Regions from separate parts of the Bos taurus genome. Here regions 2 and 3 are each linked to region 1. A link is a contact called in public Hi-C data. All regions are on one chromosome and are shown on one strand. Each heading gives the region's core, a stretch centred on a gene start, on an enhancer-like site or on the middle of the called end of the contact. The rest is flanking DNA. Distances are from core to core; before and after follow the strand shown. Region 1 holds the start of FBXO33 (F-box protein 33). Region 2 holds the start of SEC23A (SEC23 homolog A, COPII coat complex component). Region 3 holds the start of TRAPPC6B (trafficking protein particle complex subunit 6B).

Region 1 (4,352 bases), core at 1,333-3,832:
CACTTGATAAAATAAATTATTAATGTGTATACTTGAATGAATTATATATGAAAAATATACCTCAATAAAATAGGATGTTTTCTTTTTTAAAGTCAGAGAACATTAGAGCTGCAGGGAACCTTGCCAGAACTTATACAAATGAAGAAAGTGAGGCCCCAAAGGGTTAAATAACTTGTTTAAATGTTATCCAGTAATCCTGACAAAAGTAAAAAAGACTAAAATTCAGCCTCAGCCTCCTGCAAAAAATAAAATGCCATGGAATTGTTTAAAATTACAATAACAGTTGCATAGATTTCTTTGTGAGGAGTTCTAGAAGTATTAAAATTTGAGAACCTAAAAATGTTTAAAACATAAAAATCCTAAGAATGTGATGTTTAGAAAAATTTTTAAAAAGCTAGAAAAACTCATTTGTCACTCTTTGAGGCCATATAACTTTCAAAACTGGTAATAAAAGAAAAATAACTAAACATTTTTTCTGACTTTCTGATAAAAGCTGTATTTCAGGGTAATGAAATGCTGCCAGTTTATGACAGAAAGCTTCTCCAATAGAGAGGAAGAATGCAAATTAATAAATGTAGATGGAATGAAAAAAAAAACACAAATTATCATTTTGAAGCCTATAATAAAACTATGATTCAGGCAAGAATTATCAATTATTATTAAGGCCATTAAGTGAATGGTTGAAGGCAAAGTTGAACATTTACAGAAAACATCATACCTCACAGATTACTTTGCTTTATGGAGACTTCACCAACCTAATCAAGCCATTAGCATTAAATGTCCAGGTTTATTAGAACTTCAGGTACTAGAGTTATAAGCTAAACACCAAGAGAAAGTAGTCAAATAATTACAGAAGGGAAGATATTCTCCAGGACAATATGCCTCCTCTTAGCTAATCAGAGAAAAAAAAAAAAAAAAGTAGGGGTGACTAGATTGAGATTTTGAAATATAAACAAAAACAAACATGGTCCTTAACTGGATCCTGGTTTGGACAAGATGGCTATAAAGAATATTGGGGAGATAACTAGATAAACTTGAAGATAACAGAAGTTATCTTAAGTGTGATAACACTATTTTTGTAATATACTATTATGTTTTCAGAAATACATATTGAAGTACTTACAAGTGGGAGATTCAGATACCCATGGTCCACTTAAAAATATTTCAATGAATTTAAAAAATAAAAAATTCAAATCCAAGTCTCAACTTCCTAATTCATTGCTGTTTCCATTACTGCTCATTAATTCATTCATAATTATAAGAAGAATTACATAGAAAAATCTCTTGCAGACAAGAGGTTCAGAGACGTGATCTACCACGAAGGAACGCATTTTTTTGTTGTTGGTTTTTTGTTGTTTTTACAGCTACCGAAAGACACGTAACTCAGAGGTAACAACTCAGTATCACAGGCAACAAGACACCAAAAGGCATCAAAGCATCACGAATGGAGAATTTTGCCCTCAAAGAGCTAAAAATATCTTGTAGAACAGTTTCGTGAAGTTAATTACAAGAGAACTAGGCTGTTTCAAGATCATAGTTAAGGCTCTGAAGCGGCAGCCCACTAATGCAATCCTCAATTGTTACATAAAATTACCTATTCCCTTCTGACTTCACTGCCCTGTACAACCAGTTTACTACTTTTCAAGATGTGGTGAAGTTAACGGACACTCTTTCGAAAATCCCTCTCTCAAGCGAGGGCAGCCAAGCTAAAGAAAACCTTCACCGTAACAACCAGCTTCTTTACACCTAGGGCCTCAAAACAGGGAACGCGGAGCCTCCTCCCTCGAAGACCAGAGAAGACGCCGATTATCAACCAGCAGATCTAACTCATTTGCCTTGTTTTCGCCTGTCTCTCTAAATCCAAAGGGTGGCGCTGTCCTCATTCCTTCCCCGCACACCAGGTGTGCGCGCAGGTCCACTTCGAGGTCCGACCGAGGGGTGGCGGCGTCCACTGACGACCTCGGTCCGGCTTCGCCGCCGCCCCGGCCCGCGCGGCTCCTCTCCCTACCCAGCCCCTCCGAGTGAGCCCGCGAAAGCGCCCGCTCCCCTTCTCAGGGGCTCTCTCTCAGAAACTCTCCACAACACTCGGGGCAGGCGGGACGGCTAGGAAAGACACAAGCCAGCACTCTGGCTCTGAGCCCTCAGCCCAGAAAGAGAGAAGCGTATAATGAAAAGCGTCGCGACCTCTCGCACCAACGCGAGTTAACGCCACTTCGACCGCCAGAGCCCCCAAGATAACCGACTTGCAGACTTGACTGGACTGAGTGGTCTCTGAAAGACGGGAGAGGGCGCCCATCTGCCGGCACCGCCAGCGCTTCCCGCCCCGCCCCACCGGCCTACGTGCGTCAGGAATCACGTGCCTCGTCTCTCTTTCCTACCGGCAAGCGGGCGCGCCCTTCTTCCGGAAGTCGCGCCCAGTCACGCCCAGTCTCCGCCTACCATCGGTGACGTCAAACTCAGCGCCTACCACTGCTCTGCCTCCGCCTCCAGGCGCGGGGAGGGCTCCCGGTTCCTTAAAATAAATCCTGCCGCTTCCGGGCTCCTAACCAGTACAAGGGAGGGTTTTTAAGTTCTCGGGAGCGCAGGCCTCGGACGCGCGTGAGTAAAGTTGGAGAGGCCAGAGGCTGGCTATCTGGAGGCCACCCCTGCAGAGGCCTTTCCCCCTCTCCGCAAGTTGTGCCGCACTTGGTTCCGCCGAGACCCACGACGGTTCCGCCCCCTTCTTCCTTGTCATTGATGTTGTTGTTCTTGTCAGTGCCGCAGCCCCGACCACCGGGAGCCCGAACCCGAGCCGGGGCCGCCCGGGTGGCGCGGTGGCGGCGGCTGCGGCTGCAGCAGCTGCGACGGCTGCGGGGGCTGCTCCGGGGTCTGCGGGGGCGGCCGGGGACCGGCAGCCGGCGGCGGGGCCGGATGGCTCTGTGCGGGCAGGCGGCAGGCGCCGCGTCGCTGCCTAGCGAGCTGATCGTGCACATCTTCTCCTTCCTGTCCGCGTCCGACCGGCTCCGGGCCTCGGCCTCCTGCTCGCACTGGCGCGAGTGCCTCTTCTACCCGGCTCTCTGGCCCCAGCTCCGCATCTGCCTCCGCGTCTCGCCCGCGGAGCAGCCACGGCTCGAATTCCTCATGCGCAAGTGCGGCTGGTTCGTGCGAGAGCTGCGTGTTGAATTCGCCGCGGAGAACTACCTGAGCGGCGGCGGCGGCGGCGGCGGCCCGGGCGATGGAGGAGGCAGCGCGGACGCCGGGACTGGCGGGGAAGAAGTCGAAGCCCTGCAGCTCTCAACCCGTTGGCTGGAAGTGCTGCGCACCTACTTAGAGCTGGTCCTGTGCGTGCTAGTCAGCATCCGGAACAACAGGTAGGCTCTTCGCAGCCCCTCCATTCCTCCTCCTCCCCACCGCCTCCACTTCCCGGGACGCAGGGTCGTCTGCTTCCTCTCACCTCGAAATAGATTCAGTGTGGAAACGCCCCGCCCGCTTCAGCGTTGCTTTTTTCGGTGACTGGGGGTGTCAGTTCTAATCCGGCGATTTCCTTGAGGCAGGAGGACATAACAGGACTCATCCTAATACTTTATAAACAGTAATGGACTTGGTGTTTATCAGACAGCACTCCTGGCGCCTTCCAGGCACTGTCTCATTCATCCTTTCGGCAGCAGTGGGATGGAGTACAGGCGCGGTCATTCTTCATTTTACGGATGACAGAGCTGAAGCTTGGAGGGTGAGGCCTGTGAATGAGTCTGGGGAGAAAACTAATCTGTTTTTTGTTGTTGTTGTTATTGTTGTTGTTTCATTCTGAACCTATCCGATCAAAATAGTTCGTGGTGGCGGAGGGAGTAGGTATGCCACAGGTTTCGCATAGGTTGGAGACTCTCCCGGCAAAAAAAGAAATCTTTTACAGCCATTTTCTTACCGAAAATGGTTTTAACTAGGCCAGGCACAGAGTAGGAGAAAATGTTTTTTTTTAAGGGATCGGGGAACTGCCTAATCATCAGGATTAGAAGGTCCCTCCCTTTTGCACCTCCAGACTCAACTTGTCCCCAGTGATTCACCTAAAAGTAGCACAGTACAGCTTGGTGTTTGCGTGTGTTGAGGGAACTGGCCAGTGTCTGCAAAGGGTAAGCCCAAACTGTCCTGATTGTGCATCAAGACTTTACTGTAATTCTGGGGCTAACTTCCTGTGTTCTGGCCCGTCGTCCTAATCAGTGTTTTCCATTATTTATCTACCGCCCTCTCCAGAATCCTCTTAACGTAGATTTTCTCTATCTGGATATTCTAAGCTTAAAATTAAACAGTGAGGTAGAGGAAAGTTCATAAGTTCAAAAAAGGAGCAACTTAGATAGCAGTAAGAGTTTAGCAGTTTG
Region 2 (4,352 bases), core at 1,029-3,528, 210 kb after region 1:
TAAAATATATATTTGCTATGTATCTTCTTTCTTGTGAATATAAGCTTTGAAGAACAAAAAAATTAATCATTTTCTCTGTGCAGTAAAATGCTTATAGGGCTAAGCTTGGCAAGAATTTAGGTATTGTCCTTTTTGGAAATAATTTCATGAACAATCTGTTACGTGAAGTAACTCCTGCCATATCAATAAATAAGAAATGTCACAGACATCAGCAATTTTGGAACACAATGCCTTCTGTCCACCAGATGCTGCCATGCCCCCCTCCCTACCCTCCACCCCCAGGATTGCTGAGAAGCTAGGGGAAGCAGCCATCTGCCACATTTGCCACTCCTTAAGGTGAACAAGGAATTAAGGATGTAAACAATCATAAAACAGGATTTGGCCCCAGAGAGTTGAGGTCCATACGAAAGGAATGAAGTCAGTGAGCCCAGAGACTTGCATCTTCCCATACGTAGAATGCTAAATTCCTTAACTTGATATCTGATTTCCCTTCAGTTCAGTTCAGTTCAGTCGCTCAGTCGTGTCTGACTCTGCGACCCCTTGGACTGTAGCATGTCAGGCCTCCCTGTCCATCACTAACTCCTGGAGTTTACTCAAACTCATGTCCATTCAGTTGGTTATGCGATCCAACCATTGCATCCTCTGTCATCCCCTTCTCCTGCCTTCAATCTTTCCCAGCATCAGGGTCTTTTCCAATGAGTCAGTTCTTCACATGAGGTGGCCAAAGTATGGGAGTTTCAGCTTCAGCTTTAGTACTTCCAATGGATGTTCAGGACTGATTTCCTTTAGGATGGACGGTTGGATCTCCTTGCAGTCCAAGGGACTCTCAAGAGTCTTCTCCAAAACCACAGTTCAAAAGCATCAATTCTTCGACACTTAGCTTTCTTTATAGTTCAACTCTCACATCCATATATGACTACTGGAAAAACCATAGCCTTGACTAGAAGGACCTTTGCTGGCAAAGTAACATCTCTGCTTTTTGATAAGCTGTCTAGGTTGGTCATAACTTTCCTTCCAAGGAGTAAGCGTCTTTTAATTTCATGGCCGCAGTCACCATCTGCAGTGATTTTGGAGCCCCCCAAAATAAAGTCAGCCAGTGTTTCCACTGTTTCCCCATCTATTTGCCATGAAGTGATAGGACCAGATGCCATGATCTTAGTTTTCTGAATGTTGTTTTCTCTTACCTCACAATAATCTTTGATGGTCAGACTGCCTGCCTCACTTTGTTGTAAACTTGTATATAGCATGACTCCCCCTCTTGCCTCCTTGGAGCAGATTTCTCAGGTCTAGTGAGATGCTGCTTCTGGGCTCAAAGTCCTTAACATTTCCACCAAATAAAATACCTCTCTTCTTTAAGGTTGTGACTATATTATTTTTTTAGTCAACAAACTCCTCACTGAAGGGTGGGATTGCCTCGGACCATCAAGCTTCAGTGTCTTTCCAGCCAGTTTCTGTCTTCCCCATTTTGCTCAATTCTTTTCTTGAAAAGAGAAGCAGAAAACACATCAAGATGAATCAACCAAAGATTGTAGAGGGTGTGTGTGTGTGTGTTTGTATGTGTTTAGCGGGGAGAGGTGGCAGAGGCAGTGTAGGAGGGGAGGTAAACTGGGAATACATCAATAGTGTATAAATAGTATGTAAGTTCTTCCAGACCGAATATTTGGCCTTTTTTGCCTACGCGGTATCACAGCATCGCTACTGTGCCTAGCACAAAGCAGACGAACGTTCAGTAAATGTTTGTTGCACTAAGTGAAAGAATGAACTTCTCACTTTGCTTTTTCAGGGGAGATGCGGCTTGTTCTTGGAATCAACCAGGGCCCTAGAGGAGAGGATGTCCTCGGGAACACCTCCGTTTCTCTCAACGAGGTGAGGAGTCTGGCGACAGAAGGTCGTACATCGTGGAGGCCCACGGGGAGTGGGATCCGCCGTGACTCCTGGGAGAGGAGACCGCATCGCCACGACGCAGCCCCACCCTCGCGTTTTAGTTCCACCGGGTTTCCGCGCCTCTCCGGGGTAGTCGTGGTGGGTTTGTCACTGTCGCCCCGCCCCTCCAGCTCCGTCTCCGCCTTTCCCCCCTCCCCTCTCTCCTCCCCTTCTCCAACCTCCGGGCTCCGCCGGGGTCCCGCTCGCTCCCCTGCGGTTCGGCGGCTCGGTCGCCCCGCCCCCAGAATGGCCCCGCCCCCGCCCCAGCATGGCCCCGCCCCCGCCCCCCAGCTCCCGCCCCGCCCCTCCCCCTCCCTTTGACGTGGCAGAGGCGGCACCAGCCATGTTGGTCCAGCGGTGTTCTGTGCGCAGGCCGGGGGCGGGGCTGCGCGGTCCCTGATTGCGGTGCCACGGCCGCTGCCGCTCGGCGGAGGGGACGGATTTGTAAGGTAGAGGCTGCAACAGGCGCAGATCTCGTACGTGGTGGCACTGTGGTAAGGATCGATTTCGGGGCCGCGAGCGCTCACTGGGAAGCGGGGGAAGGTCGGCGGCGGGTCCGCGGGCCGGGGTCTCGAGGGTGGTGCCCACTCTGCCTTCTGGGTGCCCCAGGCCAGATGGGGGTGCGCAGGGGCTGCGACCCGGCCCGGCGGGGGCTGCCTTGAGCCCTGAACTTGTGACCTTCTCACCCACCCCCTCTGCTTAGTTCTATCAGGGCCTGGGAACCCGGCTCCCTCACCCACCTACCCCGGATCAGGATTGAAAGATAGAGTCGAGTGAAAAACAGCAGTTAGGGCATCTCTCGCAGCACCCCACCCTCCGTTCATGGCCGATCTGCCTTCCCCACCGCACCCCACCCCACCCCATCGCCGCTTCTGGGTACTTTGGCTTCTTGGTTCATTCCTTGTCTCATCCGAAGAGCCCTAGACTTTGGCCCGACGTGACTTCGTCACTCGTAGTTTGGCCTTGGGAGTTAAAGGGGATAAGGAGAAAAGTGCAGGTAGAGCTCACACCTTGGGCCTTGATTACAAATAGACTTGAGTTTTAAGATTGGACCCATCTTCCGTACTTCCATTCGGCCCTAAATGTTTTCCCGTTTTGGTGGGAAGGGAAAAGTCATAGTAAATCTGCTTGTAATCACTGGAGTGAGTATGTTGAATCCGGGAGCTTCCTCAAGGTCCACCGTTCAAAGGAGTGGATAACTAGCCAAGTGAACTTGGTTAAAAGAAGTTTTAGATTTAATTATAGATGTATGTTAAGTCTTCCTTTTCTGCCTTCTCCAGTAGTCTTAACTGACATCATTTTGGAAGTTCAGTCATTTTTAATTGGCTCAGAATTTTAGATTTGGAAGGGGCCTTGTAGTTTTCCAACCAAAACCCCTCATTTTACTGATGAGAATTTGAGGATCAGAGAGGTTAAGCTATTTGTACAGTATAGTAAATCTAGTCGTGGGAAGTAGTTGAAGACACTACTTTGAGGATTTTAGGACAGAAAAGTGGGAAAGCCACATTTAATTGTCTATTAACAGATATATCTGATTGGAAGGAACTCAAATTTTACTTGCAATTTACAATGTTTCTCACTTATCTACCTATAAAATGGCTAATGGGCATATATCTGATGTGCTAGGTTAAAGTGACTTAATGTTTCTTTACTTTAGTTATACCATAAGAAAGTACATTCCCAATGATTATAAGTTGTGCTGTACAGGAGACGTTTCTTTAGAATGGTCTTTTATGTTTTGTACCACTTAATAAAATGTAATGACTAGTATATTGTCTGCATCCTAGTTTAGTGTTTGAATCAAAATTTTTTAGTTTTATGCTTTTATACAGACAGTACTAGGGGAGAGAATGCTTATCAAATAATGCCATTTCATAAAGAGCTGGTTTGCAAAAGGACTTTATTTCAGATATGCAGTTGTTGAATATGGGACCAAGCCTGGCAGGATTGGTTCTAGAGTGAGTGATTTTAAGATTAATTTCTCCCTTGGAAAGGTGAGGGAATTTGGGGAGGTGTTTTGCATGTCTCTGTAATCGGACCAATTAAGAAGAAAAACGTGGGACTTTTTCAGACTGCTGTTGAAAAGTGATAATGTAAGAAATAAATAGATGTGATTTAGAGGACAAATATGATCTTAGAGCAGAGCGATTGAGGAGACAAACAGTGAGGAAGAGGAGGGGAATTGTACTTAAATATCAATCAGGTGATACTCAGTATGTCTCAGTAAAAAGTAAGGATGTCGAGTTACAATCCAGGCTTGTTACCTCTTGTAGAAACTTAAACCTGGCCAATGGCTGTGTGTAGATGTCTTCACGTTAAGTTTCATAGAGCCTGCTCTACCAGCTTCCATGCTTTTAAATTAAGCCCTAGAGTCCTAAGGAAGTGATTCTCAGGACCTCTTTATAATCTTAAACATTATTGAGGATCCA
Region 3 (4,352 bases), core at 844-3,343, 150 kb after region 1:
CACGTATGGATTTGAGAGTTGGACTATAAAGAAAGCTGAGCCTCAAAGAATTGATGCTTTTGAACTGTGGTGTTGGAGAAGACTCTTGTGAGTCCCTTGGACAGCAAGGAGACCCAACCAGTCCATCCTAAAGGAAATCAGTCCTGAATATTCATTGGAAGGACTGATGCTGAAGCTGAAACTCCAATACTATGCCCACCTGATGCAAAGAACTGACCCATTTGAAAAGACCTGGATGCTGGGAAAGATTGAAGGCAGAGGAGATTGTTGGATGGCTTCACCAATTCGATGGACATGAGTTTGAGTGAACTCCTTGAGTTGGTGATGGACAGGGAGGCCTGGCATGTTGCAATCCATGGGGTCACAAAGAGTTGGACACCACTGAGCGATTGAACTGAACTGAACTGATTGTGAGCATGCTTAGTCTCATTGATCCTTATCACAATCCTGTGTAGTAGGCAGTACTTGGAACCTGAGTGTGGTAATAGTGCTACAAAGTGAAACAGTGTTTCCATGGGAAGATGCTTTTCGAGTCAGCCAAAAAGGTAGGATCTAGTCCTACTTCCTTAGAATCTATTACTAACATCCTTAAATGAAATTTAAGTCTCATTTACAGGGGTTAATCAGTAGAATGCCACGTCCAACATTTAGTAATGCTCAATAAGTATTAGTTTCCCCTCTAGTCTCCAAAATATCTGAAGACACTGTTATTGTGGTTTGAGAAATCGACCTTAGTAAGACACCAATTTTTTGCCTAATCTTTGACCTTGCTGGTGGTGATGAGGGAGAATACAATTGGACATAAAGGACCTGATTTCACAAATGAGAAATTTAGTGCTGGAAAAATCAAGATTAAGATTACAAAATACTCTTCAAAATTAGTCTATTTTCAAAGGGTTTGTTGATACATATGCTTGTTTTTGTGGTGGCTGAAAAAACCGATTGAAATGTTATAAGAGACATGTTTAAAAACAAAACAAACCCACCTCAATTCCAATTATGGTACATGGTCTTAAATTTTATTAAAGGATATGAAGAGTTGAAAGGTTAACAATTTGAGAAACTCAGCGTTACTTTTGAGGGAAGCAATGAATTCATTGGGCATAAAATCTCTTGTTACTAAGAAAAGAACTAATCATAGGCGCAGCAACACGTTTAAGCCAAAGTTTGCCAAATTTAAAATGTGCATATGGTCTAACATTTGTATTTGCACGTCTGCAGCGTTTGTCCCACATCCACCATAGATTCTTATATGAACTCCATCCCACAGTGACGTCGCATTTCTGAAGTCTTTTATTTGCATTTTCTGATTAAAATTTCCCTGTTCTTTCCTTACTCCATCCACCTTGTCCCTTACTCCCAGTAAACTTCCTGGCGGCCAAAATGGCTCTAAATCTTACACCTGGACTTCGTTGGTGGCTCACATGGTAAAGCGTCTGCCTACAATGCGGGAGACCCGGGTTCAATTCCTGGGTCGGGAAGATCCCCTGGAGAAGGAAATGGCAACCCACTCCAGTTTGGGATAATTTCTCAGTATACCTAAAATGTATCAGTTCAGTTCAGTCCTCAGTCGTATCCGACTCTGCATGCACTGCAGCACGTCAGGCTTCCCTGTCCATCACCAATCTAAAATTTATAGCCTGAAAACATGATTTATTCACTCCTTACAACTTTTCATATTTAGCAACATAGAGCAGAAGTGGAAGCTTTTAATGAAGCTATTAGACACTGTTGTCAGTTCTAACAAAACAAATTAACAGAGATGGCTGCGGGAGCCCTTTTCTTATCTTACCAACTTCGCCACTTAGCACACGAGAAATCCTTCCTCCTATCGGCGCCAGCGGTTCACCCCAGGCAAGGAACTCTGTGACCATAGAGCTGGCGGAATGCCGGGGTAGAGGGGACCGGATGTTGTTTTTTCACCTCCCGGCCTAGGGGCCGGATCGGGTTTCCACGGGCTGGGTTTGGTTCCCGTTGCTGTCAGACTTTCTCGTTCTGCCGTAGGGCTGAGTGGCCCTGGGGTGAGCTCGCCCCGGGACGAGACTCGCTCCATTACCAACCTTCAGGAAGCTGCGTGGATTCCTGGTCTCCTAGCAACGAGGGCCCAGCCGCGGACTGGGCCCGGCCGCGGACTGAGCCAGCCGCGTAGCTGTCCAAGCATTTGGGGCGCTATCCAGAATCCCTAAGCCGGACCCAAACGGGAGCCGAAACCCCGAGCTTGGAAAAATAAGCAGGAAATGGCGGACGAGGCGTTGTTTTTGCTTCTGCATAACGAGATGGTGTCTGGAGTGTACAAGTCCGCGGAGCAGGGGGAGGTGGTGAGTGCTGCCACACGCCCTGACACTCCTTGTTTCCACTCAGTTCTTTTCTTCAACCCCTGTCCTATCGCATGCCACGCGTCTCCTCCCGAAGTGTAGACAAATTGGTCCACCTTCAGGTATCCTAAGCCTTAGAACCTGTCAGCTGTCTTCAGTCTTGCATTCTTGTCTCTTTCGTGTCTTCTACTCTATGATACTTTTTTGTCCAGTCCCGTATCTGTGTCTAGCAGGCCACAGATTTTCTGTTTCGTCCCTTCCATGTGTTGTCCCTGCCCTGCTTTGCTGCAGAGTTAACTGCTGATTTTGGCACCCCTACTTAATTCCAGTGTCACTTCCAGCACTTTCCAGTTGTCCACTGGACAGACCTCTCCTAGCCAGAGAATCCTGTCCCTCCCTCCACATCCCTAACCCTCTCTAACACTCCAGGAAACTCAGAGAAAGAAGGTTAATGAGATTTGAGGTCGAAGCAAAGGAAACTTTGCATGTGTTACTATGATTAGGAAACACAATGTAAAAAATTTTAGTGTGCTTTATATGTCAGAGCTGGACGCTGGGGATATAGTAATGAAGAAGGAAACAATGGCCCCATTCTTCTGGAGGTTACTTCTAATGTATGTGAGTCTTCATTCACTAATTGATTCATTTAGAGAATATGTGAAGTGTATTGTGGGCCTGACACTTAGATTAATAAGATGAAGTCCCTGCCTCACAGTCATTGGGGAATGTGGGTTCAATGAATAATTAACAGTATTGGGTGGTATGAAATAATGGAGTTGTAGGATTTCATATATAAAGTATTCTAAAGTCATGCTCAGGTCAGAAGCTCTAGTTTTTATAATGCTGTTGATAAAGAGGGGTAGAAAGTAAGGGCAGAACAAGCATCCTAGGCAAAGGAAAAGTCATAGTGGAATGAAAGGTGTAGAGTATTTTAATATGCCTACATATTTGTGAGTGAATATGAGTATTCACTGTGTCTAGATTGAATAGGTGGAGAGTGAAAAGTATTGAAAGCTGAAGCTAGAAAGAACCTTGTATGATTAAAAATATGGACCTTCTCAGTGGACGATTTTTAAAAAGAATGACACAGTCCATTTGCATTTCAGAAAGATTAAAGTATTCTTTGGACTGGAGAGGGAACCTTTAGTAGTGAGAAGCTCCATTATTATAGGAGTCCAGGCAGGAGATGATGCAGATCTGGATAAAGAGAAGAGGAGAGAGCGGTTTGAGAGATAGGAGGCCGAATCTCTTAAGAGTTGATTAGGTATAGGAATGAGAATTGAAAATTATCCCCAGGTGTTTAGCTTGAGCCATTGGGTTGGATGGAGAAGGAATAAAGAAGAGGTGAAAATACTGAATTGTTTTGGACTGGTTGAATTTGTGGCACCTTAGGACATCCAGGAAGAGGTACTGTCAGTTTGTGAACCATAAGCAGGATACTCTCTGTTTTAGGGGGCTGTAACAAAGATGCCAAAATGATTTATAAACAACAGAAATTCATTTCTCACAGTTCTGAAGGCTGGGAAGTACAGTCAAGACACCAGAAAATTCAGTGTCTGGTGAAAGCCTTCTCCTGGTTTATAGATAGATGTGTTTTGGCTGTGTGCTCACATGGTGGAAGGGGACTAGCTAGCTCTCTGGGGTATCTTTTATACGGGCACTAATGCTTTTCTTGAGGGCTCCACCCTCAAGACAGAATCATTTCCCAAGGCCCCTACCTTCTAATACCATCTAGGGTTAGAATTTCAACAAATGAATTTTGGGGAGATACGTTCAGTCTTTGGTATTAATTATGCATTAGAGATATTAATAGGAAGACATCAGGAAGAGTATTGGAAATAAAGCAAATTTTATCCCTTTGTTTTTTTGGGGAGGCCACAGCTTGCAGCATGCAGGATCTTAGTTCCCAGACTGAACTCACACCCTCAGCAGTGAGCCCTAACCACAGAACCACCAGGGAATCCCACAAAGTCTATTATTCAGTTCCATCAGTAATAAGAGATTTTTTCCAAATTACACACTTTTGACTTTAACATC

The links. Hi-C and Micro-C count contacts between places; a contact is called where the count stands out from the background.
Region 2: a Hi-C map of skeletal muscle shows a contact between it and region 1, with 5 times the contacts expected there. The contact joins the promoter of SEC23A here to the promoter of FBXO33 in region 1. A contact is called at or near these places in 3 of 11 Hi-C or Micro-C datasets (liver, skeletal muscle and an unstated tissue).
Region 3: a contact with region 1 is called in a Hi-C map of liver, with 2.1 times the contacts expected there. The contact joins the promoter of TRAPPC6B here to the promoter of FBXO33 in region 1. A contact is called at or near these places in 2 of 11 Hi-C or Micro-C datasets (liver and an unstated tissue).

Annotation. Positions count from the first base shown.
Region 1 is chr21:49,308,373-49,312,724 of ARS-UCD2.0, reverse strand. It overlaps FBXO33 (F-box protein 33), which reads left to right and starts at 2,582. Exons shown (of 4, transcript NM_001205749.1): 1 at 2,582-3,350. The coding sequence starts at 2,737. LOC104975415 (a long non-coding RNA gene) reads right to left here and starts at 2,683. Exons shown (of 8, transcript XR_009492185.1): 1 at 1,724-2,683.
Region 2 is chr21:49,100,838-49,105,189 of ARS-UCD2.0, reverse strand. SEC23A (SEC23 homolog A, COPII coat complex component) reads left to right here and starts at 2,278. Exons shown (of 20, transcript NM_001435085.1): 1 at 2,278-2,417.
Region 3 is chr21:49,153,808-49,158,159 of ARS-UCD2.0, reverse strand. TRAPPC6B (trafficking protein particle complex subunit 6B) reads left to right here and starts at 2,093. Exons shown (of 6, transcript NM_001038134.1): 1 at 2,093-2,318. The coding sequence starts at 2,238.